7 separate regions of the Mus musculus genome follow, and all the other regions are linked to region 1. Evidence: chromatin contacts called from public ChIA-PET and promoter capture Hi-C data. All regions are on one chromosome and are shown on one strand. The core of a region is the stretch at or near the end of the contact, and the rest is flanking DNA. Distances in the headings are between cores, read along the strand shown.

Evidence for each region. Promoter capture Hi-C pulls out the DNA fragments that hold promoters and counts their contacts. ChIA-PET counts read pairs in DNA pulled down with a chosen protein or histone mark.
Region 2: a contact with region 1 is called in a promoter capture Hi-C map of pre-B cells. The contact joins the promoter of Bicd2 here to the promoter of Ptpdc1 in region 1. A contact is called at or near these places in 2 of 39 promoter capture datasets (cranial neural crest and pre-B cells) and 1 of 115 datasets of contacts at active chromatin or transcription factors (pancreatic cancer cells).
Region 3: a promoter capture Hi-C map of pre-B cells shows a contact between it and region 1. The contact joins the promoter of Ippk here to the promoter of Ptpdc1 in region 1. A contact is called at or near these places in 1 of 39 promoter capture datasets (pre-B cells) and 1 of 484 Hi-C or Micro-C datasets (CD4 T cells).
Region 4: a contact with region 1 is called in a promoter capture Hi-C map of pre-B cells, with 9 times the contacts expected there. The contact joins the promoter of Ninj1 here to the promoter of Ptpdc1 in region 1. A contact is called at or near these places in 7 of 39 promoter capture datasets (the SN4741 cell line, cranial neural crest, embryonic stem cells and 4 more), 3 of 484 Hi-C or Micro-C datasets (CD4 T cells, embryonic stem cells and pre-megakaryocyte-erythroid progenitors), 5 of 115 datasets of contacts at active chromatin or transcription factors (embryonic basal ganglia, embryonic midbrain, embryonic stem cells and 2 more) and 2 of 9 other capture datasets (adipose tissue and liver).
Region 5: a promoter capture Hi-C map of pre-B cells shows a contact between it and region 1, with 2.5 times the contacts expected there. The contact joins the promoter of Susd3 here to the promoter of Ptpdc1 in region 1.
Region 6: a promoter capture Hi-C map of pre-B cells shows a contact between it and region 1. The contact joins the promoter of Card19 here to the promoter of Ptpdc1 in region 1. A contact is called at or near these places in 3 of 39 promoter capture datasets (cranial neural crest, hippocampal neurons and pre-B cells), 1 of 115 datasets of contacts at active chromatin or transcription factors (pancreatic cancer cells) and 2 of 9 other capture datasets (adipose tissue and liver).
Region 7: a contact with region 1 is called in an RNA polymerase II ChIA-PET map of memory CD8 T cells, with 11 read pairs. The contact joins the promoter of Fgd3 here to the promoter of Ptpdc1 in region 1. A contact is called at or near these places in 2 of 115 datasets of contacts at active chromatin or transcription factors (memory CD8 T cells and pancreatic cancer cells).

The regions. Positions count from the first base shown.
Region 1 is chr13:48,623,649-48,627,387 of GRCm38.p6, forward strand. It overlaps Ptpdc1 (protein tyrosine phosphatase domain containing 1), which reads right to left and starts at 2,024. Exons shown (of 10, transcript NM_207232.2): 1 at 1,729-2,024.
Region 2 is chr13:49,339,349-49,343,555 of GRCm38.p6, forward strand. Bicd2 (BICD cargo adaptor 2) reads left to right here and starts at 2,201. Exons shown (of 7, transcript NM_001039179.2): 1 at 2,201-2,562. The coding sequence starts at 2,323.
Region 3 is chr13:49,419,092-49,423,228 of GRCm38.p6, forward strand. It overlaps Ippk (inositol 1,3,4,5,6-pentakisphosphate 2-kinase), which reads left to right and starts at 2,151. Exons shown (of 13, transcript NM_199056.4): 1 at 2,151-2,375. The coding sequence starts at 2,295.
Region 4 is chr13:49,186,111-49,190,280 of GRCm38.p6, forward strand. Ninj1 (ninjurin 1) reads left to right here and starts at 1,419. Exons shown (of 4, transcript NM_013610.3): 1 at 1,419-1,527. The coding sequence starts at 1,453.
Region 5 is chr13:49,246,188-49,250,022 of GRCm38.p6, forward strand. It overlaps Susd3 (sushi domain containing 3), which reads right to left and starts at 2,107. Exons shown (of 5, transcript NM_025491.4): 1 at 1,858-2,107. The coding sequence starts at 1,945.
Region 6 is chr13:49,214,593-49,218,885 of GRCm38.p6, forward strand. It overlaps Card19 (caspase recruitment domain family, member 19), which reads right to left and starts at 1,434. Exons shown (of 6, transcript NM_026738.2): 1 at 1,345-1,434. The coding sequence starts at 1,351.
Region 7 is chr13:49,307,438-49,311,572 of GRCm38.p6, forward strand. It overlaps Fgd3 (FYVE, RhoGEF and PH domain containing 3), which reads right to left and starts at 1,771. Exons shown (of 18, transcript NM_015759.2): 1 at 1,744-1,771.

The sequences.
Region 1 (3,739 bases), core at 774-3,273:
GTTTTGGTTTGGAAAAAAAGGGGGTTTGAAATGTTCTTTTAAGAGAACAGTGATTTGAAATTTATATTCAGAATAATTTTTAGATTTTTTTTCTCCCCTATATATGGAATAATTCTGCCTGTGAGAATGTTCTAAATTTATGTGACATCAGGGGGGCATCACTAATCATGATACAGCATGGTAAAGACCACAAACATCATTTTGTTAAACTGGTGATACTACAGGTAAATTGTGATTCTTACTTTTCTTCATATGACTTTTTTTGGGGGGGGGGTGGTTTCGAGACAGGGTTTTTCTGTATAGCTCTGGCTGTCCTGGAATTCACTTTGTAGACCAGGCTGGCCTCTAACTCAGAAATCCGCCTGCCTCTGCCTCCCGACTGCTGGGATTTAAAAAAAAAAGTGTATTCAGTAGTGGTCAAGGAAGATCATATAAAAAGAGAGAGAGAGATTCAGTAGTGTTCTCTCAATTCGCTTGGATTCCACCAACAAAGGATTTTTTTCTGATGAAAACCCAACCTCCCTTAAAAGGACATGAAGTACTGTTGAGATGGGGAATCTGGGTCTCCAGGACACAATGCTGTGAAGGCACCGGTATCCGGTTAGCAATTAGTTATTGCTAAGACGGACTACGGACTTCCAAATGGGAATCGTCTATGAGGTCTTAAGCAAATTTCATGCTGGTCCCAGTTTGTCTCTAAGACCTGGGTATCCACACTTTTTAAAAAGCCACAGGTGGGATTCCTGGGTAGCGAGAAGTTTCGCTACAACTGAACAGGAAGAAACCACATGGTGATGAGTGAGTGGTTTGAGGTCATACATGCGTGTTTACATTTTATTTCTTTCCACTAACAGCTCTGATTGTGGCAAATCACCCAAGCCTTCCTTTCTGAGGGAAAGACAAAAACAAAACAACAACCTGGAATGACACTTTGTTGTTAAACTCAAGAAAGCTTATGCTGTGCAGGGTGGGGGTGGAGGGTGAGGTGGAGGTGGATATATACATGTTCACACAGGTTAATAGTGCCCGCCATGATAACAGCTTCTCAGGCTCCTTCAGCTCGCAGTCAATGAATGATAGCTTGTGTTCAGTTTTTAGCATAGACAACCCTTGCTGGAATAATTTGATCAGCTATTTCCCTAAAGCACTGTTTCTCAAGCTCCACCCCCCTCCTCCCTGGGCCTTTGTTTACTAAATTTTCTTTTCCATTAAAATTTAATACCACAGGTAGGGTGTATCTATGGTGTGGTCCTCTGAAAGGCCACAAACCCTTTATTATATAAGAAAACACACACACCCCAGAGCAGGGACATCGACATCATCATCATCATTATCAACGTTGAGAATGCATGTCAGGAGAAAAAGTGACTTGGTCAAGGTCACGTGACTCGTTTACTGACAGAAAGAGGTCCGAATTAGGGATCCCAAAGTGGTAGCCTGATACCTGCTTGTGGCTGTCTTGTCTGCTTTATTTGTAATGAAGAACTAGTTGTCAATATTTCTAATCAAGAGATTTCAACTAAAACACCCAAGCAAGCCTCCAACTGCTCCCGAGAAATCCGAGTGTCGCAGCACTTGAGCAAGACAGAGGGGCGCCCGGTGGCCCTGGTCCCCCGCCCCGCCTCTAGGGATGCGCCTCCAAATAACGCCTCCCTGGATAACCCGCCGCGTAAGGACAACCGTCTGGGGACCGCTCGGCGGGCGCCTAACTGGCTGCGGACTCCGAACCTCTTGGCGCGCTTCGCTCTCCGGCTTCGGAGCCCTGGAGCCGACGGGTCGGTGTCTCACGTCTAGGGCCGGGAGGCGCGGGCGGAGAGGACCGGCCGGCCCCGGGCGCTGCTCGGGCGGGTTCCGCGGCGCTGGCCTGCCCGCAGGCCCGGCCTCCCGCCGCGCCTCTGAGCAGGGAGACTCCCCGCCAGGCGCGCTACACAACGTCTCCCTCGGGCGCGCGCACGGGCCACTCCACAGCCCGGCCGCCGAGGACGCCCTGTCGCCGCCGCGGCCTTGCGCGCGCCCGACCCAACAGCCAATAGCCGGAGCCGCTCGGTGCACGTGATACGCGCCAGCCAATGGAGACTCGAGGCGGCCCGTGACGCGGCGGACAGCTTCTAAGGTTTTCGAACATGTGGGAGCCGCTGGGAAGCCGAGCTGGGGCTTGAGTGGTCGCGGGCTGAGCCGACGGCGTGTGCGCGGAAAGCCCGGAGGACCCTCAGGGCCATGAGAGGGCGCGGCTGCCAGCCTGCAGCATGGGGGTGGGGGTGGGGGGCACCGACTCCCCACGAGCCCCGGTGCAGAGTCGCAGGAGGAGCGAGGACTGCTCTGGAGCTTCGCTCACGGAACCACGTGTTCCGTCTCAGCGCCCAAAGAAGAAGAAAAGCCCATATTATGCATCGAATGTCTTCATTTCCCCCCTAATATTCTTGAACTATTATATTTAATAGTCAATATTGTCTTGCACTATGACAGTTTAAATATGAATTTCTGGAGTTGGTCTAGTAGGGGAAAGTTGAATTATGTAGAGGGGGGAAAATGAAGACCAAGTGCTGTCATAAGTATGGGTCCTGTAGGTATCTGGTGAAACCACTGTACCTGTTAGCAACGATCCGTGTTGCTAACGAAAGTCCCAACTGCCACTTGTTCTGTAAGCATACTTTAACTCAAGTAGAAATTTCCCCTCGGTTGTTCTGAAACAGACCATCAGCAAATGTTCACTAAGGCAGTAATTTAAAGACACCAGTGCTGTAGCAGTTGGATGACCAAAGCTAAAAACCCATAAATACTATGTCTCTCCACAGTGGAGTAGGCTAGCCTAATAAATCTGAATTCTCCAACTCTCAGAGTGGTGTTTGGTTCTTCTTTGGTCAGTTTTCCATAACACCAGAGTCTCTTCCTTCTGTTCTCCTGCAATCCTTAGACTTTCTTTGTCAAAGCCTTGCCAGCATCTTAGCCTCTTGTGACTCCAGGTCTGGACAGGAACAGGGACCCTGTCATTAAGAGACCTGACTGGTCTCTGCCCTCTTGTAACAGAAACTCCAGGTTCCAGAATCCTGATCTAAACTCACAGGCATTTCTTCTCATTAAAGCTGTACCCAGGGATCCAGACATTCTGCCATGTCACCCTTAAAAAATCAGGTTTCCTTTCAATTTGTGTCATGGATCAAAATCGTAGACAGAGCACCATCCACCATGTCCTTATTTAATATTTTAATAAAGATCTTACTAGAAGCCTACCCATCAACTTAATCATATTATAGATCTTACATACTCAGTAACATGACCTCATGTAGTTGAGAAATGTCTTCACTAGGCACATTTCTGTTCTTAAGGAAATCCCATGCCAAAAAAGTGAGGGATGGATCCAGATAAGCATCTACCAGCCTCTGCTGAGTCCATGTTTTCAAACTCTACTAGAAGTCCTGTTATCTCATACAGTTCAGTAGAAATGTCTTTCTAGTGCAGGACACTGCTAGGCAAATTCTGTGGCGCTCTGTGCTAGATGCTTTACATATATTTTCTATTTTGTCCATGCCATTAATAGCTTTGTGATGATACAAGTGACATCGAAAGCTGTAAATGTATGCAATGGTGTCAGCGTTCGGAGGCTGATTATGGGATGGATCCCCAGGTATGGCAGTCTCTAGATGGTCCATCCTTTCGTCTCAGCTCCAAACTTTGTCTCTGTAACTCCTTCCATGGTGTTTTGTTCCCAATTCTATGAAGAGGCAAAGTGTCCACACTT
Region 2 (4,207 bases), core at 951-3,450, 720 kb after region 1:
GGGGAGTCGACGTCAATGATTCAGGCAGAGGTGATGGGCCATTGAGACAGGCAGGTAACTCTCACGCAGTATTTGCTGAGAGGCAGAGTGACAGCATGAATGGATGAGGGGGTGGGACATCAAGGGCAATACCAAGGATTTGGTAACAGGCCTCAGTTTCCTCATTCATAAAACAATGGTGTGAACTGAAATATTGAGAGCACTGAGTGAGCCAGGCTTGTGACCCAGGGAGTACTAAAGAGGTGGTCTCTCATCTGAAAGTTGGGGGAAGATCTACATACATCATCCTTGAATGTGGAGTCCTCTGGGTCTCTCTCTCTCTCTCTCTCTCTCTCTCTCTCTCTCTCTCTCTCTCTCTGCTGTCACCTCCTCAGAGAAGTATTTCCTGATTGCCCCACTCCAACCAGTGACAAGGAGATCCTAGAAACCTTCTTCCAGGCCCTAACCTTGCTGGTCAGCACTGTCCCTGCTGAAGGAAGCCCACAATAGTAGTGAGCTATCATTTGTATCTCAAATCACCTTTATCTTCAAGTTCAAAGTTCCCTGGTCAGGTTCTCACCAGAAACTCATGGCTCTCCCCCTCCCTACTCACACCTGCCTCACAGTCAGGTTCAGGTGGGTATGGAGAGGTTCCCAGGCAGCCTGGATAAGTGTAGGTTCTGTAGAGCTTGGGGACTTGTTGGAGGAAAGTTTGTTCCTTCTAAATCCACCTTCACTTAGTGTGAACAGCTTGCGTAGGCCTGATATATGGGCCTCAGTGTAGAGCCAGGACTGTTGTACAAAATTAGGCTGGTTGGCCAAAGAGAAGGAGGAATAACACATTTACTTATACAGCGCTCTCTCTCTCTCTCTTTTGAGACAGGGTCTCTCTATTTAGTCGTGGCTGGCCTGGAACTTGACATGTAGATTAGGCTGGCCGTGAAATTCTTCTACCTCTACCTCCCAAGTGCTGAGATTAAAGGTGTGTTCCACCACACCAAGTTGATTTACTATGCAATTCTTGTGTTGATCCTAGATTTTCTTTTCGCGCGCGCGCGTGTGTGTGTGTGTGTGTGTGTGTGTGTGAAGTGGGTTCATGTTCCTGTGTGTGTGTGTGTGTGTGTGAAGTGGGTTCATGTTCCTGTGTGGGCACACAGGCCCCACATGCACTGGGAATCAGAGGACAAGATCCAGTTGTCAGTCTTTGTCTTCCATCTTGTTTGAGATTGGTTATCTCTGCTTTTCTTGTCTCCCCCTCTCTCCCGCCCCTGTCTTTCATACTCCAGCCTAGCTTCAGGGGATTCTCCAATTTCCACCTCCCATCTTTCCTCAGGGACATTGGGATGATAGACTGTGCTTTAGGTGGGCTCTAGGGGCGCAAATATAGGTCCTTGCTCTTACTGAGCAAGAGCTTTATCCTCTTAGCCATCTCTCCAGCTGACCTCTATGTTTGATGGTGGTCCGCAGCTGTAGGGTGTGGTGTTGCGGGGGTGTGTGCAGTGAGAAAGGGAACAACACGCTTGTTATATCCAAATCACCATGCAAGGAGGGAAGTTTTATTTAGAATTATAGTGAAGAGTACAGCTACGTCTCGCCGAAAACGGGGGACGGACAACATTTAAATACACCTTTGACATTATGCTCACGGAGGTGCCTTCATTTCCATGAAAGAAAATCCTAACGGACAATGGACAAGAGGAAGTAGTATCCGGGCCTGGGCTCCCCTGAGCCCCTAGCGTCAGGCTGTTGGCATCCTTTTGGCAGTGCCCGCGGCCCGCCACAAGTCATTCAAATTCCGCATAAAGCGCGCGCCACACAGTCTCACCAGCCATGCTCTGACGTTTCAGGACGCGAATCTTACTCGTGATATCCACAGCTCGGATCACCTTACTCCACAAAGGCTGGGAGCGGAAGGCTTGAGGTTCTCCGGGTGGCTGCCGGGTCCCTGGGCTGGGGTCGGTGGCACCCCTACTTTTGTCACGTCAGACGCGCCCGCCAATCAACGATTGGAGCCAGGCGGGTACAGAGCACAACGGGCAAAGCAGTGAGCGTAAAATAGGACTACATCTCCCACAATGCTAAGGGAGACGTAGCTTTGCGTCACGTTAGGCGCCTGCCCCCTTGAGATTTAGACCAATCACAAGCGCGGACCAGGTGGGCGCAAGGGACTACGGGTTGTGTAGTCCATGCTCAGTGGGACTGCAGCCCCCAGTGTTCCGCGCGCGTCAGGGAGGAGCAGTGCGGCGGCGCGGGCGGCCGTCGGGGCTGGGCGGCGGCAGCGGCGGCTAAGAGGGCCCGGCTTGTGGGAGCCAAGGTGGGAGCCGGCCTCGGCGCGCGGCCACCATGTCCGCGCCGTCGGAGGAGGAGGAGTATGCGCGTCTGGTGATGGAGGCGCAGCCGGAGTGGCTGCGCGCCGAGGTGAAGCGGCTGTCCCACGAGCTGGCCGAGACCACGCGTGAGAAGATCCAGGCGGCCGAGTATGGACTGGCGGTGCTGGAGGAGAAGCACCAGCTCAAGCTGCAGTTCGAGGAGCTCGAGGTGGACTATGAGGCCATCCGCAGCGAGATGGAGCAGCTCAAAGAGGTGAGTGGTCGGCTGCGACCCCTGCCTCGGGCGCTAAGGTCACCCTGCCCAGTGGTGGGAGGTACCAGGGGTGGGGCAGGAGACCTAGAGTTGCGGTCCCGGGCAGTGACGGTGAAGGGACCCTGTTCGGCCCTGTGTCCGGTTGCTGGGGTCCAGACTCCCTGCAGCCCCACTCACCCGCTAGTTTTCTTTGCAGGCCTTGTTGGCCTTTTCGTTGAGGACTGATGTCCTGCTATGGTTATTGCTGCCTAGGGTGTGTCTGTGTGGTTGGTGGGGAGCAGATGATGCCCTTACAACTGAGGCTGTCCGTGCAAGTGACCCCAGGGAAAAGCTGGACCTGGGGTTGGTTGACCACAGTTTGTCACCTTCAAGCAAATCACTTCCCCCCCATTTTGGAGCAGCTGCTTTCTGTGCTATTCATCAGGTTTCGTGACCGCCTGAGGCTGGGAAGGGATGGATACAGGGCTGAGTGAGTCGCAGCCCCTGGTTGCCTATGGCCCTTGACAGGCCGGCTTTCCCGATATCCATCGCTCAACCAGCTGCTTTTTCCCCATCTCATTAATGGTGCTCCCACTACTGGGATGCATGGCTTCCATCGACCGCTTCCTGTCTTGCTCTGCCTCCTAGGGCCTGCCTGTCACCGTGGAGTCTGTGTTCTTCTGTTGGAAACATGGTACTTTGTGTCATCCCACTGTAGGAAGAGAGGTTAGACTCCCAGGCTGGCCAAGAGCTTGGGGAGGGGCAGTAGGAGGGACCTGGGTAAGCTTTCTGGGATGATTTAAGTATTAGTAACTCTCCCATCTTCTTGACTCCCCAGCCTTGTTCTGGAGACTGGGGGAAATGCTTTATGGGAGAAGGACACACTTGAGTTTGGACCAACCCCTTCTTATTGCTTGTGATGGGTGAGCCTTGGGTGAGCCATGGGTAAGCTCTCCTCAAACCTTAGCTTCCAGCTCTGCAAAGTAGGAATACAGCTTTGCCAATCCAGAAGTATTGCTTTTAGTATTCTATATTTGGAAAGGCCTGGCATGGGGCCACACAGGTAGCTTGTTGGATTATCTCAACAGTTTCCCTTCCCTGTGAGACTCAGTTCTGCTCTTGAGTATTAATCACAGGCTCATCTTTTGATACTTCTGCTCCCAGTCAGCTTTGGATAGATGCCTGAACTCTTGAGAGCCTCTCTGACTTTTAGGGGAATGAGTCCTTAAAGTCTGGGTAGAGCAGGGCTGGGTGAGTCCCAGAAGTGCCTGCTTCTTTGGGCGGGTAGGAATTGAGTCTTCACACAGATTCTCAAATCTGTTGCCTGACAGAGGACATTAGTAACTTTCCCAAGCCTGGCTTCATTTGGCAGAGGGTTGACCAAAGGAGTGGGACCCCTGGAGGGGGAGGGGCAGGCAACCCCCTGGAGGGGGGGCATGTAAAGTGATGTGATAGATGAAGGTCAGAAAATATGGAGTGAAAATATGGAGTGGGTGTGTCCTCTTCCCAAATCTAGTCTTCTGGGCTCCCATTCCCCCCTCCTTGGTCCTCCAGGCAGGTAGCAACTGTTAATTATAGTGCCACTCCCTTTGCACATACAGATGGGTTGCCTTCCCACTTCCTATGGAATGCCTGTGAACCTCTCCTGGGAAGCTCACTGTCCTCT
Region 3 (4,137 bases), core at 901-3,400, 800 kb after region 1:
AACTCATGTTGGTATTGTACCCGGGGAGGTCATAGGGCCCTTGTATGGAACTACTTCTATAGTTAAATGGGTATGTGCCTGTCAGATTTTCTGTTGAACATTTATGTGAGTACCTATAGATGACTGTGCTGTTAGTGTCAATTGTACAGAGAATTCCCCCCCCCACTCCCCCACACAGCCAGTAGAAGTTACTAGGAAGACAGCCCGTCAAGTTGCCAAGAATCAAGTGGCTGTTGCTATGGCATAGTGGTTCATTGCTCAGCCAAAATGAAAAGCAATCACCAAACATCTCTATTGCTTCCTTCAATGCTCAGAGAATACAGTAGAAGAGGGGGTGGGAGGAAAGCCTGAGAAAGAATGAAGTGCTGTGTACCCATCTTCGGAGCAAAACACAGACTTTGCCATCTTAATCAAAACAGCCGCCTCAGCTGCATGGGTTTCCAGGGGTTATCGAAGGTAGACTAGCTGAAGGAGAAACCCACTCAGCTTTTGAAGAGGAATGGATCTGTGCTAGGATGGGAGGGGTTTTTTGTTGTTGTTTTGTTTTTTTCAGTGCAGCTGGTTTGAGGTCTTCCACACTAATATAAATAACCCTTCACCCATGCTCCTCTAAGCATGACCTGTAAATTCATTTGGTTCACCAAGCTATACTTGGGTACATTCATTTCTGTGGTCTTGAAAGACCCCGAGAGGAGCCCCTCGCTCAAGTCTCGGGATAATAGCGGACCCCCAAGAACTCACAAAAGACCAAACTTGATGCAAACCACCTGAGGCTTTATTGGGGGGAAAGCCAGAGCTCTGGGGACGACTTGTATCCCACGCAGGGGTAGAGGAGTTGACCCCGAGGGGAAAGGGGTCCCAGTTTTTATAGGCCCTCACGGGGGGGGGGGGGGAGGAGAAGGGGGGAGTAGGGGATTTCCAGATCTAAACAATGTCTATTCTTAAGAAATGGGTATGGGAGGGGTACAAGGAAAGAGTCTGGTGCAGGTGGAGCAACTCTGGATTGGCCCGGCTGTGGTTACTGGGGAGATTTTTCGATTCTATCCCAGCAACCAATATCACAAACACCTCGCAGTGAGGTGCAGCAGTGGGCACACACCTGGGTTTAAGGAACGGTCAGAACATTGGCAGACACACGGGTTCAAGGCGCGGCCAGAGCATTGTGCACCTCTATTTTTCTAAATCAGTGAAGCTACTTTTACTAACAATGAAATCTATTTTGCCAATTTGAGGGCTTCTGTGACCTTTTACATTCTATTAGGATCTTTCAGTCTGTTGTTGGTGTCCTATTTAGAATGAACAGGTTTTTTTGTTTTTTTCCCAGTCTTCCTTGGAAAAATTAACACAAAAAAACCCATACTATCTGCCTGCATTAAGCTGGATTTTCTTCACATACACCAGTTACAGCAATATTCAGTGCTGTGGCCAAACAATTTAACACAAATATGAAAATTATGTTTGAGACAGGATCTCACTAAGTAACCCTGGCCGGTCTCGAACTCCTAGAAATCTCTTGCTTCCACATCCAGAATGCTGAGAGCATCACCATGTCCAGCCCCAAATCATTTTTAAGAGCACAAGGACCGCATATAATTCTTTAGGCAGCTCTACCAGGCAGGGCCAATCTTCCCCGCATTAAAGGATAAACTGAGGTCATTGCTTTCTGCTGGGATGGGGTGGGAGAGTCTATTGCCTCATCTGCATTTCTGGATGTCTTGGGGCAAAGGCTCCACGGTGAGGTTTCCTCGCCACGTTTCCCGGAGTAGTGTGAACACCACCTAATGGCTCTCTTGGCCGGAGCAAGGCCATTGAAGGTGCATCCCATTCTACAGATGTAAGCGGAGGCTCAGAGTCGCCCGGCGCCTTACTGCAGCCCCACGAAGATCCAGCCGTGGCCCTAGGACAGTGCGAGGGTGAGCGCCTCGGACTCGGGGCGCCAGGAAGCCGCCGGCCTCAAGGTCCGGGAGCAGATCCGGAAACCTCCCTTCCGGTTCCCAGGTCCGCGTTTCGGAAGTGAGTCACTCTGCCAGCACATAATATGGCTTCCACTCCACCTACCACCCTGGACGTCGAGGGTAAGGTGGGCGGGACCCGGAAGTTGACCGTTCTGGGAATGGCGGCCGCCGGGGGCGTGGCTTCCGGCGCTCCTTGCCTGCAAGTCGCCGCCGCTGAGAGCGCAGGCGGCAGCTGACAGGCGCTTTTCTTCAGACGGCTGCGGCGGGAGCCCTGCGAGGCGGGCGGCCTCCAGCTCTCGTCCCCACGTCCCGGCCCGCGAAGTTCCAGGGCGCCGGGGCATGGAAGAGGGGAAAATGGACGAGAATGAATGGAGTTACCATGGCGAAGGCAACAAGAGCCTTGTGGTGGCCCACGCGCAGGTGAGCGGCTGGCGGGCAGCCCGGCTCCGGGCCTCACCCGACGGCTCCCGAAGCTCTGTGCCTGGTACCGTCCAGGTACCCAGGTCGTGACTCTTCCTCCAGCTTCCGCCCGGGTGGTTCCCTGGCACCCCCACAGTACCCTCCTCTGCTCCATACTCATCCCCGGCACCCCTAGCTCCGTTGGCTCCCCTTTCCTCCTAGTGTCCCTTCTCGGTTCTCTCTGTCCCGTCAGTACTCTTTCCTCATGCGCTGTGCGTGCCGCGTGGCCTCACACCGTGCAGCCTCCCCCGGGATGCTCGTCTTACTGTCAGGCAACGGTGGGCCAGAGGCTGAGCCTGGACCAGGGCCTGGGCAGCACAGGGGAAAGTTCCCAGAGTGCTGTCAGCCCACCGAGTGGAGTTCAGCCTCGAGAAACCACAGAGCTGGTGTTCTGCCTTGCTGCTGCGCTGTCAGGAACGGGGCGCTGCCACAGGTTCGCGTCCCGATCATATACTTTAAATGGTTTCTCCTTCGTTCAACTTGAAAGGCGGTTTCAGAAGATGTAGTCCTTTCCAAGGAGGCGAATTTAAAGGAAGAGAAGCATATGGATGGATCTGTGTGCAGCCCCAGATTTCTCTGACATTTTGCTGCCTGATTACAAGCTAGCAGGAATGTGGTGGGCTGGGGGAGTAGAAGGCGGGGAGGTGTCATGTGAGAAGGTTAATAACTCAGGGAGCTGGGGTGATTCACACCTCCACCACTGAGAAGCAGTAGGCTGCATTAGGAAAGTGAAGAGAGGAATAGGATGTACTTTTGTCTCTCTGAAGTTCAGATTGTATGGAGCTGTACTGAGTGTTGAGCAGCCTAGAGCTTGGGTCTTGTGTCTAGTTGGCACCTCTGACCTCCTGGTGTATTTGTTCAGAATGTAGACTGAAGAGGAGAAGGCCCCTCTTGGAAGTGTTTTAAGGCCTTTTGTGACCAAGGAGTGCTAATGTAAGTGGGGTGGAGAAACTCTGCTCCCTTCGGTCCTGGGCATGTCTGTAGTCCCCCTTCTCCTTTGAGAGCAGGTGAGCTTTGTTTCTCTGCTCAGCTTCCCAGGCCTGTCTCATCCAGTCCTGGAGAGAGGGAGGCTTTTACCTAGCCTCCCCAGGCATGCTCACTCTTTCTGATCGAGCATCAGTCACTGAGTTGAAAAGCTCTTCTAAAGTCCCCTGTCAGCCCTTCCTCCTCTGTAGCATGCATACACAGCTATCCTTAGGCCCATCCTGCAGGAGCTGGGCTGGGGTGGGGGAACTGGACATCCGTGCTGTCACTGCCACGTGCAGACGGATTGAGAGAGAAAATGAGCCTTCTGGGGACCTGGGGTCTTGGGGTAGAGGAGATCAGTGAGGGCTGCAGGAGTATATGGGGCATGCTTGGGTGCGCAGGAAGGTGGACCGCTAGCCAGTTTCACAGAGAAGAGTTGTATCAGGGTTCTCTGTCTCCCCTACCCCTAGCAACACCTCCAGAAGTTTCCACTGTTACTTGTCAGTCTGAGTTACGTCGTGATTTGTGACAGCTTTGCGGTTTGTCCATTCTCAGGTACGGTACCTTAAATCCCTGTCCACCTGGCTCAGCTAGCCCTCTGACCCACTCACTAGGCTGTCAGCCACCTGGTCACTGTCCTGTCTACAGGCTCAGGCATAGACCCCGAGGGCTCTTGGGCAGGAACTTGCTGCATTTTAGCACTGGTGGCCCTCCATGCAGCCTGAGGGTGTGACTTGAAGCCTGTGGCCTCCCTCAA
Region 4 (4,170 bases), core at 169-2,668, 560 kb after region 1:
TGCAAGCAGCCGGTACTCTTAACTACTAAGCCATCTCTTCTGCCCAGGTATCTTTTTTGTTTTTGGGACAGCGTTTCTCTATGTAGCTCTGGCTGTTCTGGAACTTGCTCTGTAGACCAGGCTGGCCTCGAACTCAGACATACACCTGTCTCTGCCTCCAAGTGCTGGGATTAAAGGCTTGTGCCACCACCTCTACCACCAGGCTGGCTCCATTTCTTATTTCTAATCCTCTTCCTTCTGGATGTGAGACAGGGGACAGAGGGTCCGCAGGTTCACTTGGCCTTTAGCAAACTCCAGCCTTATGCTAAGACACAAGCTGGCAAGAAGGGTCATAAAGAGAAGGTGAACCACTCCATCAAGGAACGGTAGTTCTGAGCCCCAGCTTGTAATCTCCCTAAGAGTCTCATCGTCCTTATTCCTTCTGAGACTCTAGGAGATACCAGGAGAGGAGTGTGGCACCCCTGAGGCCAGGCAAAGCATGGGGCCTGAGAGTGAGGCCAGGGTGGGAAGGAAGAAGGCACAGCAACTGGCTTTTACTCCTGCATCTAGTGTGTCTCCTCGGACGACAGCACCCCATCACACTCCATCTAGCTTCCTAGGCCAGGAAAAGACATGGTACTGGGGCACAAAGGTCCATTGGGCCACGAACTGCAGTAGCCAACCAACACGTCATACCCTTGGAGTATAGATGTCAGGGCTATGATGTCAGCTTCTTCTGGACACTAAAGCTGTTGTGCTTCCCTCTGGTCCCTGGTCTCTCTTGGAGGGTGGTGTGGGAGGCAGGAGAGTCCCGGAGAGCGGAATGCCAGCCTTCTCCACCAGTGCCAGCCACACGCAGGCTCTGCACAGTGGGGTGCTGGCTGCAAGCTAGACCCAGAGCAAGAGGCTCTCCCTCATATGTTCTATTCTCCAGGCAGAACAGCTGAGGGCTCTAAAGTGGAAACCTGGAGTAACCGTTGACACCCTTTTCCTGTGTTGAGTTACCCTGAAGGGACTTACAGCCTCAGGGCGTGTCCTCCCCAAGGAAAAAACCTCAGCACGGGGCAGCATGTGCCTCGCCCTTGGCCTCACTTTTAAACAGATCAAGTGCTTATGTTCAAAGTTCAGAGGGGGGCCCGTTTGATCAACAACTTTGAGACAGGGTCCCTGGGGACCCCCGATGTCATCGCGAGGACAGGCGCTGGGCTGCTTGCCCTAGCCATCGTGAAGGAGCCTGAGAATTGGGGACATCAAGGCCGCTGGAGAAGTGCTATCCTGCTCAGGCGCGATTCCAGCAGCTGGCGTCTAGGCCCCGGCCCGCCCCGGGTGGAGGCGGAGTCCGGGGGCGGCCGCGCGCGGGGGGCGTGTCGGGGGCGGGCCGGGGGCGGGCCGGGGGCGGGCGCACAGCCGTAGCCCGTGGCGGAGGCGCGGGTGCGCTCAGGCCGTGTGCTGGGCGGCCCGGGCGGCCGCACCATGGAGTCGGGCACTGAGGAGTATGAGCTCAACGGCGACCTGCGCCCGGGCTCCCCCGGTTCCCCCGACGCCTTGGTAAGCTCTCAGCACCTCCTGCCCCGGCTGCTGTGTGACCTTGGCCGGCGCCGCCCTCTCTGGGCCCGGCACGTCAGCGGGCACCTGTGGGCGTCTGGCCCGGTTTCGCGCGGCGTCCGCACTGCGGGGGGTGGTGGTGGCCGCTGCTTCCGGGCAAAGTCGTGCTTGACCTGTCTCTAGCGCAAGTGGTGGCCCACGGGTCTGGGGCCAGCACAGCAGGTAGGCAGAGGCGCCGGGCGGTCTAGCTTGCTGCCGTCGCCCCGCTGTGCAGAGCCCGCGTCTGGCTGGCACCACTCCTCGGGTGGAGAAGGCTGGCATTCCGCTCTCCGGGACTCTCCTGCCTCCCACACCATCCTCCAACTTCCAACGCCTCCGGGCTGTCTCCTGCGTGCCTTGGGGTGGGCGGGAGAAGAGTCACCGCCTCCTGGTTGGAAGCTAGCATCAGGCAGACAGCTACGTCACCACACGGTGACCACACGGTCGTCTGCAGCAGTGATAAGGGGGAAACCCGTGGCTGTGTCTCTGCTGCTGTCACCTGCCTATGAAAAACAGAACGCCACCCTCTCGATCGTCAGGGTGCTAGTTCTAGGACTGTAAGGACCTGCCTCGAGTTTGCTCTGCCTAGCCTGCTAAGGCCACAGCGATGGTCGGATGCCTGTGTCGAGGGACCATCTTTCCTGACCCCTCACCTCATAGTCTACCTCCGGGGCAGGGCCTGAGCATGCCAGGGCCGAGCCTTCACTTGTACCACCCCGCATGGCCCTCTGTCCCTCGGTGACATGTTGACTTTGGACATTCCTTCTATTTCCGACCCCCCCCCCCAGGGATGGGGTGGAGTGGGGTGGGGAATTGCACCAGGCTGGGATTTTCCACAAGTCTTTGCGGTGCAAAATAAACCAGAACAGAGACTTTCTGCCCAGGTCCATATAGTGGAAACAGGGAACACCAACGTCTCCTGGGACTACTTCAGGTGTGCCAGCTGAGACTTGGGCTCTGCCAAAATGTGTGAACACTCCGGAAGCAGTGGGCCAGGGACACCCCGGGCTGAGTTCCTTTAGGGAGCCCATCAACTGTCTGGGCCTTTTGTATGTGGGTCTACAATAAAGAACCAGTGATCTCTAGGCCTTTAAGGACAAGGGATGCAAATCAGGAACAGGTGGGCCCGTGGTTCAGCTGCGGATTTGAAGGGAAACTGGCTGTCTCTGAGCAGCAGCCTCCCCCTTCAGCTCTGCAGACAGCTGGATCAGCTGTGCCTCCCAAGAGAATTCTGAGCACAGACACAGGAGAGATTGGGTTGGATTGCTCAGGGGTCACTGTCTTGGCTCTGGGAACAAGGAGAGAGATATTCCACCCCCTCCCCCGCCATTTCTTTGAAGAGCCAACTAGGAGAATGAAATCAACTAAATTAGGTTCTCAAGGGTATGCAGGGTTCCTGCCTGCCTGCCTGCCTGCCTGCCTGCCTGCCTGCCATAGTGGTTAGTAGGGAGCAAAGAGGTCAGAGAAGGCTCCCTGTGTGGTGGAGGTGTTTGCACTGGCTTAGGGGAGGGACAGATCTGGCCCTTTGGTGTGAGTGGAAGAGGTCAGGGGAACAGTACAAGTGGAGACCAGAGGCTCGTTACTGAGACTGTACAGGGTTGGGTGGGAGGGAGATTTTTGTCTAGAGTCTCTGGGGACACAGGATGCTTCTCTGAGGTGTGGCTAACTTTGAAGGCTGCCCTGCTCAATGCCTGGTCCCCCTTCCCAACCTCAGGCTCCTACCTCCCAACTTTCTAAGGTGTGTCGTGTCAGCATTCTGTGCCTCAGTTTATCATCTACGAAGTGGCATCATAGTAAGTGCCTCTGCTAAGTGAAAACTATATGGCTGACATAAAGGAAATGCTTGCGGCAGAGCGCAGTACGTGGCGGCGTTAGCTATGGAGACACTCTCCATGGTCTCATGGTGGCATCCATAGAAGTTTGGGAAGGACAACACTGTCCCCAGGATGAGAACCCAAGGGAGCCTCGGTTTCCCCTCTGGAAAAAGGGGTGCCACTACCTCCCAGGTAGTTGAGGCCCCGCAGAGCCACCCTGGTTGGTTCCTGTCAAGTGTAACACTGGGGAAGCTCTGCCCACACCCCTCCAGATGCTAGGTTCCCCAGAGCCGGTTAGCTAAAGGCCCTGTTAGTGTTCACAGCCTGATCCAGTTTTGGTGAGTTAGCTCACTGTCACCTGGCCCCTGAGAAACAGTAAACACCAGTTAAACGTGGAAATGCCATACTCCTACCACGACGCTGGGGACAGCTTCATGTTAGACACAGCCAGAGGGAGGTGGCTGGGATGGAACTGGACCATAACCCTGTGGCACCTGCCCTGCTTTCTTGCTCCTCAGGGAACGCAGGCTGAGGGAGCTACGGCCATATCTCAGGTCTCTAGGTCATGGCACGTCCTGCACACTGGCCTCAGCTACCAGGAAAAGCTTTCCTATTTTCCCCTCTTCTGCTTGCCTGGCAGATCCTGGGCAGTCAGGATCTTAGCCAAGTTCTAAAGGCCACCCTAGTGGGCCTCCAGGTCACTCCTGGTCAGCTCTGACCCACAGGAAGTGAGTCTGCCCAGCCCGTGGCCCAGCTGCTGTGGGGACCCCGCCTCCCGTGTTTCCTGCTGTCT
Region 5 (3,835 bases), core at 857-3,356, 620 kb after region 1:
TGTGTTCCTGGAAAACCTCCCAGACTAAGGAGTTCAGGAGCTGCCCTGGGAGCAGAGCCAAACCCTCTATCCAGTCTAGATAGGAGACCCGGGCTGAGTGAGGGGTGGGGGGAAAGATGACAACACACTTAGTCCTGCCCGGAGTCCTACCCACAGGAGAACACAGACCACCAGAATGTTCAGTAATGGGCCCATTCTACAGACTGTGGGAACTACACATCCCCATTTTTTTTAATCTCTCAATTATCTTCTGACAACACCAAACTATCTCCACACAGCTTCAGGCCTTCTTTTCCCTTCCCTTCCTGGCCTGTTAAACAGGCTAAGGAAGCCCCACAGACTCTTCTAATCAAGAGGCTCTCCTATACTCTGGGAATCCTGTCCACAGCCTTGGGGCAGGAATACCGCACTCACCTAGCATCTCCTAAGGGAACTGAGACACTGGGGTAGGGACTCATCCCTAGTAAGAGAGGACTACAACCAGAACTACAACAAGGAGCCTGGGACATGCTTAGAAACTGGGTGCCAAGGACACACTGTGAGGATGTGGATTCCTCCTGATGCCAGGTAGGGCAAGGGACAACTGAGACACTGGACTCTCAGACTTTCTCCAGAGATTCCGATGCAAATAGCCTTTTGTTTGCAAATTAAGCAGGGCCCCAAGGCCACCCCAAGGGATAACCTTAGGCAAGGCCATCCACTTCTAGCTGGTGACACCTACTCCTCCAGACTACTATGCAGAAGGTACTCACAAGCATGTCCCCCCTTCCCCCCAGCAGTACCAGGCCCAGAGTTAGCCTCTTCTAACACAAAGGCGCTCCTGTGGAGTAACAATTAGAAAGCTAAAACTAGCCACACCTGTGGGGCCAGCAATGGGCTGGCACGATGGGATGGTATCAAACGGATCAAACCCACTAAAGGTTTCTCAACCTGGGGGTCAGTCGACCCTTTCACAGGGATCTCCTAAGACCGTTAGAAAACACAGTTATTTGCAATAGGATTCATAACTAGCAGGATTACAGTTATGAAGCAGCAATGGAAATAAATTTATGGTTGGGGGTTACCACAGCACGAGGAACCGTATTAAAGGGTCGCAGCATTATGACGGTTGAGAAGCACTGCTCTAGGGTGAGGGCAATGTGCCTACAGATCCTCAGCTTCCTCCAGTGCAATGCAGCTAAGCCCTCCACAGAGGCAGGAAACCTCCTGGATGCGCAGGACTGAGCTCTTGGGAGGAATGTGGTTTTGGTGGTGTTTCTAAGAGTTAGCAAAGCTGACATCAGCATCGCTTCTCGCCCTTTTGGCTAAGATCAAGTGTAGAACCCTCTTCGGCACACTTAACAACCATTTTCCCTCCTCCCGGAGACCTCTGACCTTTGACAGCCTAGATGCAGCCCGGGTCCTGGTTGCTGGATAACCTCCCATCTCCTCTATCACAGGCTCACTTTCCCTTTGGTAAAGTGTGGCTGGAGTAATCAACAAAGATGATAACAACTCTCTGCAACCCAGAAGACATTTCCATGACTCCCTCCAACCCCGGGCCGCACACCCCGCCAGGTGAAGCCGGCTCCGACTTCCGCAGGCACCTGGGACTGCGCGGGGCGACCGTCGCCGAATCCGTGCAAACGCTAAGAGGTGCCCGCCGCCTGGTTTCGGGCCGCTCGCCGCCCCGTTTCGGCTCAGTTGGGGTCGCCCGCTGGATCGGCGGGAAGTCAAGAAGAAAGTTCGTTCTCGAGAAGGCCCTGGCAGTGCGATGCACGCCCCCTTCCTGGACAGGGTCCCCAGCACAGCAGCCCCTCGCCCCTCTACTTCTCCGTCGGTGAAGAGGGCACTGAGAACTGCGGCCCTAGCCCTCACCTGTCTGGTTCACTGGGACAGGCGTTGTGTTCCCAGCACGCCACCGCGGCCTCGCTCGGCCCCGAAGGGTCGCAGACGTTCGGCGCATCCTGAGCGCTCCGCAGTGTTCTGTGGAGCTTGCGGAGGTGGGGGCGGGACTTAATTGAGGGGCGGGTCGTTGGAAGGCGTGGCTGTCTCTAGCCACACCCAGGTCGCGCCCTCCAAGACGCTAGAGTTGAACTTTAGTCCGGTCCCGCCAACCCCTTGCACTGGGTGGCAGAAGTGGGATTGGACACCTGGAGGGGCAGAGAATGGGGAGCCTCCAGGCTGATCGCCTCGAAGTAAGCCTTTGAGCTAGAGCCGTCTTTCTGCACACCCTTCCTCTCCCGACTCACCTTTGGACTCTAGGGCCAGGCAGGTGACCTTGGAGAGTGACAGCCTCCTCATTCTCTTCTGGAGTCAGGGTTGGTAGCACCCCCTAATGTCTCCTTTTCACTTGAACTTGCGAGTCACGCGTGATGTGACTTTCTTTAATGTCCTAAAGTTGAAATCAAGCTTATGTCCGGTCTGCTGCATCGTGAAAGGCAGGTCCATCCACAGACCCCACTGTGATACCAACCCCTCTCCTACCCCACCCCCACCATACTCTGAGATATCAGAATTCCTGGCCACATAGCCAGAGATCCCTGTCTGCCAGTGGAGAGCAGCTGCCTGGAGGCTCAGGGATGGGACTTAGAGGGATTTAAAGTGTCCTTGATTTGTGGGTAGAAGCTGTGAAGGACGTGGGGGGGGGGAGGCACCTACCACCATCGTGTGGCTCAGTGCCGCCCCTCCCCCCTCCCCCTCCCCCTCCCCCTCCCCCAATGTTCAGCAGCGCTGACCAACAGTTATTTAGGGTGGGGATGTTTCCTAGGCTTACAGAACAAAGCACTACAGATAGAACTCCACAGAACCACAGATCCACGTTGTCTCATCATACAGGAGGTGGGGCCAGAGCTCTTCAAAGTCTCCAGGGAGCATCCTTTTTTTCTTTAGATTTATTTTACTTTTATGCATGAACGGTTGGCCTGCATGTATGTGTGCCTTCTGCATGCCAGTGGTTGGCTGTGTGTCACCATGTGGGTGCTGGAAACCAAACTCAGATCACATGCAAGAACAGCAGGTGCTCTTTACTGCTGAGCTATCCTTCCAGCTCTTGTTTTCTTGGTTCTTTAGTCTCTACTCAATAGAAAAAAAAAATGAGAATTTCACCCCCAAAACCTTTCACAATGACTCAAGCCCTAACATTCCATTGTCGATGGGTAAAAGGTTCAGATAAGAGCTGTACAGGGCGCCGGGGCGGTGGTGGCGCACGCCTTTAATCCCAGCATTTGGGAGGCAGAGGCAGAGGCAGGCAGATTTCTGAGTTTCAGGCCAGCCTGGTCTACAAAGTGAGTGCCAGGACAGCCAGGGCTACACAGAGAAACCCTGCCTCGAAAAAAACTCCCTCCCCCCCCCCCCAAAAAAAAAAGAGCTGTCCATGGGAAAGCACAAGGATTAACTTCCTGATGGTAGGTTAGAGGGGAGGAGAGGAGTTGGTTATATGCCTGGGATCTGACCACTTTGCAGTTCTACCATCCAGGGTGAGTCAGCTCATCAACAACTAGCACCCACCTCCACCCACCTCGGGTTCAGAAATGATGGCTTGAGAACCCTTTGAGGGTGTGTGTGTGTGTGTGTGTGTGTGTGTGTGTGCCATGGGGGTGACTACTGAGCACCTGACACCTGCCAGGCCAGTTCAAGAGCCAAGGATACAACAGGGCACAGGGAAAACTGTCAGGAAGCTGGCTCCTCCCCCTCACGCCTCACTGCCACTGGGCAGTGAGGTTACAGGCATTCTTTATTCTGGACTTTCTACTCTCTTTCCTGTATTTTCTGACTTTGCAACAATGAGTAAGTGTATTGTCTAATCAGAAAGCAGAAAATAGGATCAGCAAGATGGCCCAGTGGGTAAAGGTGC
Region 6 (4,293 bases), core at 184-2,683, 590 kb after region 1:
CGCCCCAGGGCTGCCCATCCAACCCTCTCAGACTTCTGCTTTTCAGTCTCCATCTCCCACTAGAAAAAGGTGGGATGCTTAGAAGTGTCAAAGCGCCAGCAAGTAGACTGCAGAGAGGAAAGCGTATTATTGCCACAATCAAGGCCTGCCTGTGTCCTTCCAGCTAAAAGTTCTCCACCCCCACAACTACCTGTTCTCCTGGAGGTGGGATGTCTCATTTTCCATGGGTATCCTGTCTCTACAATGGGCCCTTGGAGGCCAGCACAGGCGAGATCTGTCCCACACATCCTGATGAACTTACTAGAGGATCTGGGAAACCAGAGGCTGAGGCCAAGGCTCCCATTCTGCTCCTACCACTGACCAGCAGGGTGGTCTGGGGGCACTTACCCAACCTGAGATTTTATCTTCCCATTCCTACACAGACATGAGAATATTCCTTCTGCCCCCAAATGGCTATTCTGAACAAGAGTGTATATTAGGGGCTCTACACATAATGCTCAGAAATTGCAGCTCCAAACAAGAAGGGCCTGGAAGATGGGGTCTCCTCTAACCTGTTCTAGAAGTCACCAGGTTGCAACCTATGAGGTCTTATTTTTGTGCATGCCCAACGCTGACTCCAGTTTAGAGACCCCTGGGATTTCTGGGGTTACCTCATCTCTCTGGGCTATCCCAGGTGAACTCTGCCATATGAAGTACAAGAGACTCCCAGAAAAAAAGTGCATCTGGTAGCTATCACGTTCCCTAGGCTCTAAGGCAGCAGGGGTCCCTCGCTGACTCATCCTCTCATCGGATCTTTTACCGAGAGAACTTAGCACAGCAATGTCACTGTGTCCCTCTGGGATCAGGAATAAAGTGGGTGAGTCCCCAGAGCAAAAGGGTTGGGCTGGGGCAACCAAGCCATCCTGGAGAAGAGGGATCCAGTTGTTGGGTCCGAATTCTCTAGACCCATCTAGAGCGGGAAACACGGGCGTCTCCCTGGTACTACAAGCTACCCAGGTTTGCAGCGCCGGTCCCGCCTCCAAGGGGGTTGTGTGCAAGCGGCGCTCTAAAGTCTCAGCAGACTGGCGAGGAGCACCATTTCCCTCTCTCAGATCCATCCCGTCCCGGGACACCGCCCGTTCCGCAGGCGCAGCCGGTGCAGTGCACCGGGAGAGCGCTCACCTGCTGCTCTTCCTCCTCGACCCGCGACGGCCCCCCACTCAGCACCCGAGACCCCTGGCGCCCCCGGCCCGTCGCGCAGAGCCCGGGACACCCCGCCGCCGCGCGCCTCTTACGCCCGCGTCGCCGGCGCCAGCTGACGCCAAGGTCACACGGCTCCCGTCGCCCTCCTGGACCCGCGCCCACCTGTCATGGCGGAGGACACGGCGCCGCCCCGTCGTCCTCGGCTGTCCGCCGCCCGGCGCGAGGGCTCCGGTGACCGCCGCCCGCAGGCCTGGCCCTAAGCCCCGCCTCTTCCCTATAGGTCCCGCCCAGCGACGACATCTTAGCCCCCAAGCCCCTCCCTCCGATTAGCCACGCCCCTTTCTGTACTTCGCACTGGAGACGCGTCAGCCGTGGGGCGGCTCGGGCTCTAAACAACTTCCCTAACTCTATACTACGCGCAGCAGAGAGCTCGGCCCCTGAGGAGCTTCTCCTGTAGCGACGCCGGGAGTCCCGCTCCAGCTAGCATAAGTGACCTAGCGGAGAAACTCAGTACCCAAGTCCTTGTCTGGACCAGAGAACTCAAGCCACGTCCCGGCTCAAGGCTCGCCCCATTCACAGCCTCTCCAATAGCTACCCGGGTCGGCGTCCCTTCGCCTATGCCCTGCCCCTCCTCCCGGTCTTGTGCCTGCTTTTTGCGGAGGTTAGGAGGTTATTGTGAACTTCTCAGTTCAATTTTCTGCTGCTACGCTCTGGCCACCCCACTCCCATCTCCTGGATGAAGAAACCGAGTCTTAAAAGAGACGAGAATTACCCAAGGTCACATAGGAGGTCAAGTCTGGCATAAAAGGCTGGTGGGAGTTCATTGGCAACCAGGGACCGAACGGAAGTCCACAGGGCCTCGACCGGACAGTGATGAATTGAGACTTAACAGAGAACTTAGTGGGTCCTCGTTCTACCAAGTCCCCCATTTACACAGAGGACAAATGGCTGGCATTGCCGCCTAGTTAAGGAAGTCATGTAGTCTGACCGAGCCTCAATTTTCCTAACTGTAAAATGTGTGGCCTCAGGTGATAAATCTTTCTGCCTCCCAACTTGTTTCCCTTCTGTTGTACATAGGCCTGGCTCTTCAAGCTCTGGTACCAACCACAGGAAGGCCCCAAGCCCAGGCCCAGCTAGGAAATGGAGATCTGCGAGGGTCGGGGAGGCAGGACCCTCACAGCCAGCAATGGCAGCAGGCACCAGATTTTGCTTCTCCGCTGGTGCGGCTAGTCTGGCACACTTTAGAGCTGTAACTTGAGATATTGGAACCAGACCAGGACCAAGACCAGGAATGGAGGCCCCAGGTCTGGATGCACTTCCCGGACAGTCCAGGAACCCCCTGGGTCCCTGAGCCCTCCGTGTCTGTCTCTGTCCTCCCCAGTGCTGCAACCTCTCATCTTGGGAGTGAGAGGCTCGAAAGGAATCTGGAGATTGACTTACAAGGTCACTTAGAGCTCCAAACTCTTGGACCCAGTGGTATTGATCAATACATTCCTGCCCCTTGCTAAAAACTGCAGAAAGCGAGGTTTGCTCAGGTTCCCCACCGGCCAGGCAAATGCAGAGTCAGCAGGCAGCTGTCCTCAGCACTAATCTGTGCCTGCAGAGGGGACAGACAGCATGGACAGACTTTGTTCCAGAGCAGGGTATAGGTACTATGTACCTGACCTACATGTGTGCCTGGGCCAGTCTGGGCTAGATCCAAGGGCTACATCTTGCAGGAACCCTGCACAGACCCCATTGGGACCATTCTGAAGGGCTCCAATTATTGCACACCCATCACTGTGTTCTAGCAGTGGGGTGAGACTGAGGACTTCCTGAATCATGCATTTTTAGGCATCCCTTGCCAGACTCCTCATCAGGAAGGCCAGCATTCCACCTTTGTATCTTCCTCTGAACCTGAGGACCTTACTTGGTCCCATGAGAGAAACTGAGGCCCTCACCCCCTTTAGCAGTCTGAGGTAGCCTCCCAACTGCAGGCTACCTGCTTCTTGGCACTCCAGAGTCTGTGCAACATTTGATCCAAGGACAACACTCAAGTTCACAGAGATTCTACATCCTAGACCATATAGGAGTCCCCTTCCCCCTACCTCAAGCCTGCAGGGAGAGAAGACCTTAGTCTGAGACAGGACAGCTACAGGGACACACGGGGCTACAAAACACACCCAATGTCCACTCCAGGATCTACAAGAGATGCAAGGTAGACCCCAGATCTAGGGATAGGCCCTGGGTATTCCTCCTCTTCCCTAAGGGGCACAGGTTGCTGCTTGCCTGCTGGCAGGACCTGTTGACATTTGAATGTGGAAAGGCCAGCTGATGTTGGACCCCACCTCCTGCAAAGCAGCTGGGAGCCTTCACTGGCATAGACAATTGAGCTGGTCAGAAGTCACAGCCTGTTGGACCAGTACTTATGACCATTGTAGTAAAGGGAAAGAATAAAAGCTAGGCTCAGAAGATAACCTGGCTCTATTTTGAATATAGTAAAAGCAGTATGGGGTTTATAGCCAAGGAATAGGTGTGTGGAGGCCTGGCAGATACAAAACTGAGAGACTTAGTTGGTGGAGTGCTTACTTGCTCGCCTAACGTATATGAAGCTCTGGGTTAGATAGAACTCCAACACCAAATAAACTAGTCATGGCAGCACAAACCTGTGATCCAAGTATTCAGGAGGCAGAGGCAGGTAGAGGAGAAATTCAAAGTTTTCCTTGGCTACATTGTTTAAGGTTAGCTGGGAGAGATGAGACTGTATCACAAAATAAAAAGGAAGGCAACATCTAGAGTGATGGGACTGGGGAGATAAGTCTGCCTGCTCCACAAGTCTTGAAGAACTGAGTTCAAATCCACCGTACCCATATAAAAATCCGAACTGCAAATTCTGGTCTCTACACGCACCAGCCACATCTTGTGCACACTCAAGTATGCACACACACAAACACACAAAGTGTAAGGGAGATTCTGGCTAGCCTAACTGTGAGGGTTTGAGTTTCACGGCTCAAACACATTCGGTTTAATCCACAAATGAGGTGTGACCAGGTTAGACTGACAGGAGGTGATTAAGGCTCTGCCCTCACCAATGGATTCATCCATCTGTGAACTAATGGATTAGGGGATTAG
Region 7 (4,135 bases), core at 521-3,020, 680 kb after region 1:
TGAGGCTTCTGAAGACAAGCCCATTTCAGCACTGATCTCATAATGTGCTCTCGACCTCTGTATGCAGAGTTCAGTGTGGCTCTCAGGCCCCTGCACATTGGGAGGTGCAGATCCCTCTATAAACAGAAGCCAGTCTCCACTGCGACCTTGCAGGGGCAGAAGCAGGCTTCAGGGGGTCTGTGGCAGCCCAGTTGAGACAAACCACTTCCTCCTGTCCTTGCCAGAGCTGGCCCCACCCCCAAACCAAGCACAGTGTGTGTTATCAGCTCAGAGAGCTTATGTGGGGACCAGCTAGTCCATTCACAGACTTTGGGCGGGGGGGGGGGGGCTGGGATGAGCTGGCAGAGTGCTCTGTGCCTGTTTCATCTCTCACCCAAATGGGGGCTGGGGAGAGTCTCAGTAAACCACGTGTCAAGCTAGGCCAATGAGAGAACCTGTCTAAAAAACCAGATAGACAGGTCCTGGAGAATAACATCTGAGACTGTCTTCTGGCTTCCCTACACATGCCTCAACACACACACACAAATGGCTAACAATTTTAGTCTTTGTTTTTGGTTTTTTTTCCCCCCAAGAGATGGTGTTTCTCTGTGTGGCCCTGCTGTTGTGGAACTTGCTCTGTAGACCAGGCTGGCCTGGAACTCAGAGATCCACCTGCCTCTGTCTACCAAATGCTGGGATTGAAAGCGTGTGCTACCATCACTACCACCACCACCCCCGGCTAGGTAGGACCAATCTAAAATGAGGCAGAGCTGCGTAAGCTCTAAACCTCAGTGTGGCTTGGCATCATTCTGACTTCACTTTACAGAAAGGGAAATCAAGGCAGAGTCTGCCTATCACCCTGTCCCTGGCATTCTTTCTCACCAGAGTCCCCTCCCTATCCCCCTATAGCTGCTCATCCTCCCTAGCACTCAGGGACTCCCAGAAAAATGGCAAGTGACTTGTCATCCACAATGACAGTGACTCCTGCCTCACTCCCCACAGGTCCTAGAGTCCGGCTTTTCAAATATGCCTCTGCTTACTCTGCATGGCATATAGTATCATAGTGTTATCATAATCATATCATTCTATCCATGCTGCCGTGCGCCTGCTCTATGGCTGCCAGCCTCCTAAGTGGCTGTACCACTACCCAGAGCTGCCCAGGCGAAGCCCTGGGGGTCCCAAGGAGTCCTTTGAGGGCTTAGTTTTCTTTCCTAGCAGTGCCCAGCTAGACAGACATATCTGTTAATATCTAAACTGTAGACTGGAGAAGATTCCAGAACCACATGGGATGCGAAGGCCTAGCCTCCATTAAATCATCCCCTGGGACCACCTCTTCTGCTTAAGCAGAAAAAGACATGCTTTCTTCCCCACTAAGGCACACTGGGTGGGGTCAGCCTTGGATCTGTGCCCCCCCCCAAGCCTCCCAGGGACCACAGTAGTCACCGACAGACTGCCCATAGCCTAAGTGTGAGCTGTGCCCCACCTGCCAATAGCACGTCCAGGACTCTGTAGTCGCGAACTCTTCTCATGCCCACCCATAGCAACCCTATCTTCTCACCAGTACGAGCCACTGAAAGACAACAGCATGAAAAGAGACACCGCTACCGTGCCACAGCAACTTCCTGCTTTGAAAACATCTGTCTCCCTTGAATGGTTCCTGTTTGGTTTCTAGTAACCTCCTACCACCCGCCACGAAGCCCCTTCACAGCGCAAGACAAACACTGTAGGATTCTGCAAAGATCCCAGGAGCCAATCTCCACTCACCCTTCTTCCAAGACCAGTCTGCATCTCCCCCAGGGCTGAACTCATGCAAGAACAAAACCCAACTTCCTCTTTCTAATTTTTGCAATATTGGTCACAAAACAGTGGCACATTTGCATTTCCGTAGCGATGACGCAACGTGAGAGGAGGTTGGTCTGCTGGTCCTGAAGGGCCTGGTCTGCTTGTGGTGGGATGACTTCGAAAGCGTAATCCTTTTACTCGACCTGGCTCAGCCCTACCAGGTTCTGCAGTAGCAGCCAGGGCTGAGCTTAGGTTTAACAAGTCACTGAGTAAAGACACCTCCTGCATCTGGTTTGGTGGGCTCCTCTGAGCAGACCTGAGATTGATGTTGTCTATGGGGAAGAGGATCCATCAGGGGACAGGTGACCCAGGCCAGACAGACCTTGGTGACTACAGAAAGTTGGAAGAAACATACCCCACCAGTGACATTGTTTCACGGTGACTCCAAGAGACCTGAGGGAACTTCTGGTTATCTGGCTGATGAGGACTGCCCCAGCAGGGCTAAGCTCTGCCTCTTCCAGGCAGCCCTCAGGGGAAAGTCCCCTCATTATCTCAGGAAGTCAATAAATAATGGGGCAGGGGGTTAGCCTAACATGCATATAGGCTGCAAATTTGACTCCATTTCAGTAATGTCTTCTTAATCTATCCTAAATTTTGTGTTTGTTTTAGGTTTTGTTGAGACAGTCTCACCAAGTAGTCCAGGATGGCCTTGGATTCTCTGTGTTGTCCAAACTCATTTGAATTTACACTGTTTCAGTCTTTCAAATGCTGGGATCGCTACTGTGCACCATTGCATCAACTAATCTTGAATTCTCTCTCTCTCTCTCTCTCTCTCTCTCTCTCTCTCTCTCTCTCTGTGTGTGTGTGTGTGTGTGTGTGTGTGTGCGTGCATGCATATGGAGGCCAAAAGTCAAAGCTAAATGTCTTCTTCAGTTGCAGTCCACATTATTATTATTATTGTTGTTGTTGTTGTTACTGTTATTATTGTTGTTATTTTGGCATTTATTGCTATTCACCCTGGGATTAATCAACATGACTAGCTTGGCTGGCCAGCGATCTGCCAGGGACCCTTCTGTCTCTGCCTCCATCAGCCTTTTCCCATGAGTGCTGGGGATTGCACTCACTTCCTCATGCTTGGACTGAACCATCTGCTCAATCCTCTAAATGCTTGTTTTAACTAGTTAACATTTTCTGTGTATATGTATGTATATGTATGTGCACATGCACGCATGAGTGTATATGTATATGATGGAACTGCTCAAGGTTCTCGATTCTTCTTCCATAAAATGGAGAGGTGTGTATGTTAGAGGCATTGTAAAGAATGAGGTCTAGCCTAGGCAAGTCCTTAAAGAATCTTAGTCCCTGCCTGAATCTCCACTGCTGAGCTGTCTGTGCCTGGCCCAGAGCCTTTTGCTTCACTCCCTGAAGGGCCGTGTCCCCTGAGGAAAGTCCGTGTCCCCCGAGGAAGGGCCGTGTCCCCTGAGGAGGCAGCCTCCGGCCACCCAGATGCTTTCAGCTCTGTCCAGGAAGCACAGCACCTGTGGCCCAGCACAGTGCAATTGTCCCTCTGCTGGCACATCCTGAGCCTGGAGGCCAGCCGTGGGATCACATCAGGACTGGGACCCAGGCCAACCAGGAACACAGGATCAGTTGAGGACGTGAAGACGAACTCTAGCCTGACAGGCCAGGTGGGAAGAATGGAGAGAAGAGTTTCAGAGCAGGTGGGAAAGAAAGAGGAGGAAGAGTTCCTCTGGCTTAAAAGCAAATCAAAGGGCTGGGCTTGGTGGTGCAGGCTTTTAATCCCCGCACTCAGCACTCAGAGTGTTGAAGCAGACCAATCTCTGTAAACTCAAACCAGACTGGCCTACATAACCAGTTCCAAGCCAGCCAAGGCCACATAATGAGACTCCATTTCAAAAAGAAAGAAAGAGAGAGAGAGAGAGAGAAACAAAGAAAGAAAAAAGAAAAGGGAAAAGGGAAAAAGAAAAATTCCAGAACTGAAGCCTAATGTCCTCTTGTTCTTGAGTGGGGAGAAGCAATGCCTCTACTTTGGATGACACCCTTTAAAAGAACCCCCACAGTGGTCCAGTGATGACTACATCCTGATCAACTCTTTTTTTTTAATTTATTTTATGTATATGAGTATACTGTCGCTGTCTTCAGACACAGAAGAAAAGGGCACTGGATCCCATTACAGATGGTTGTGAGCCACCATGTGGTTGCTGGGAATTGAACTCAGGACCTTTGGAAGAGCAGTCAGTGCTCTTAACCACTGAGCCATCTCTCCAGCCCCCTGATCAACTCTTGCATAGCCCCTTCCACTGTGAATAGTCCATGAATACTAGTGTCCAATTCAACCTGCAGAGGGAACATA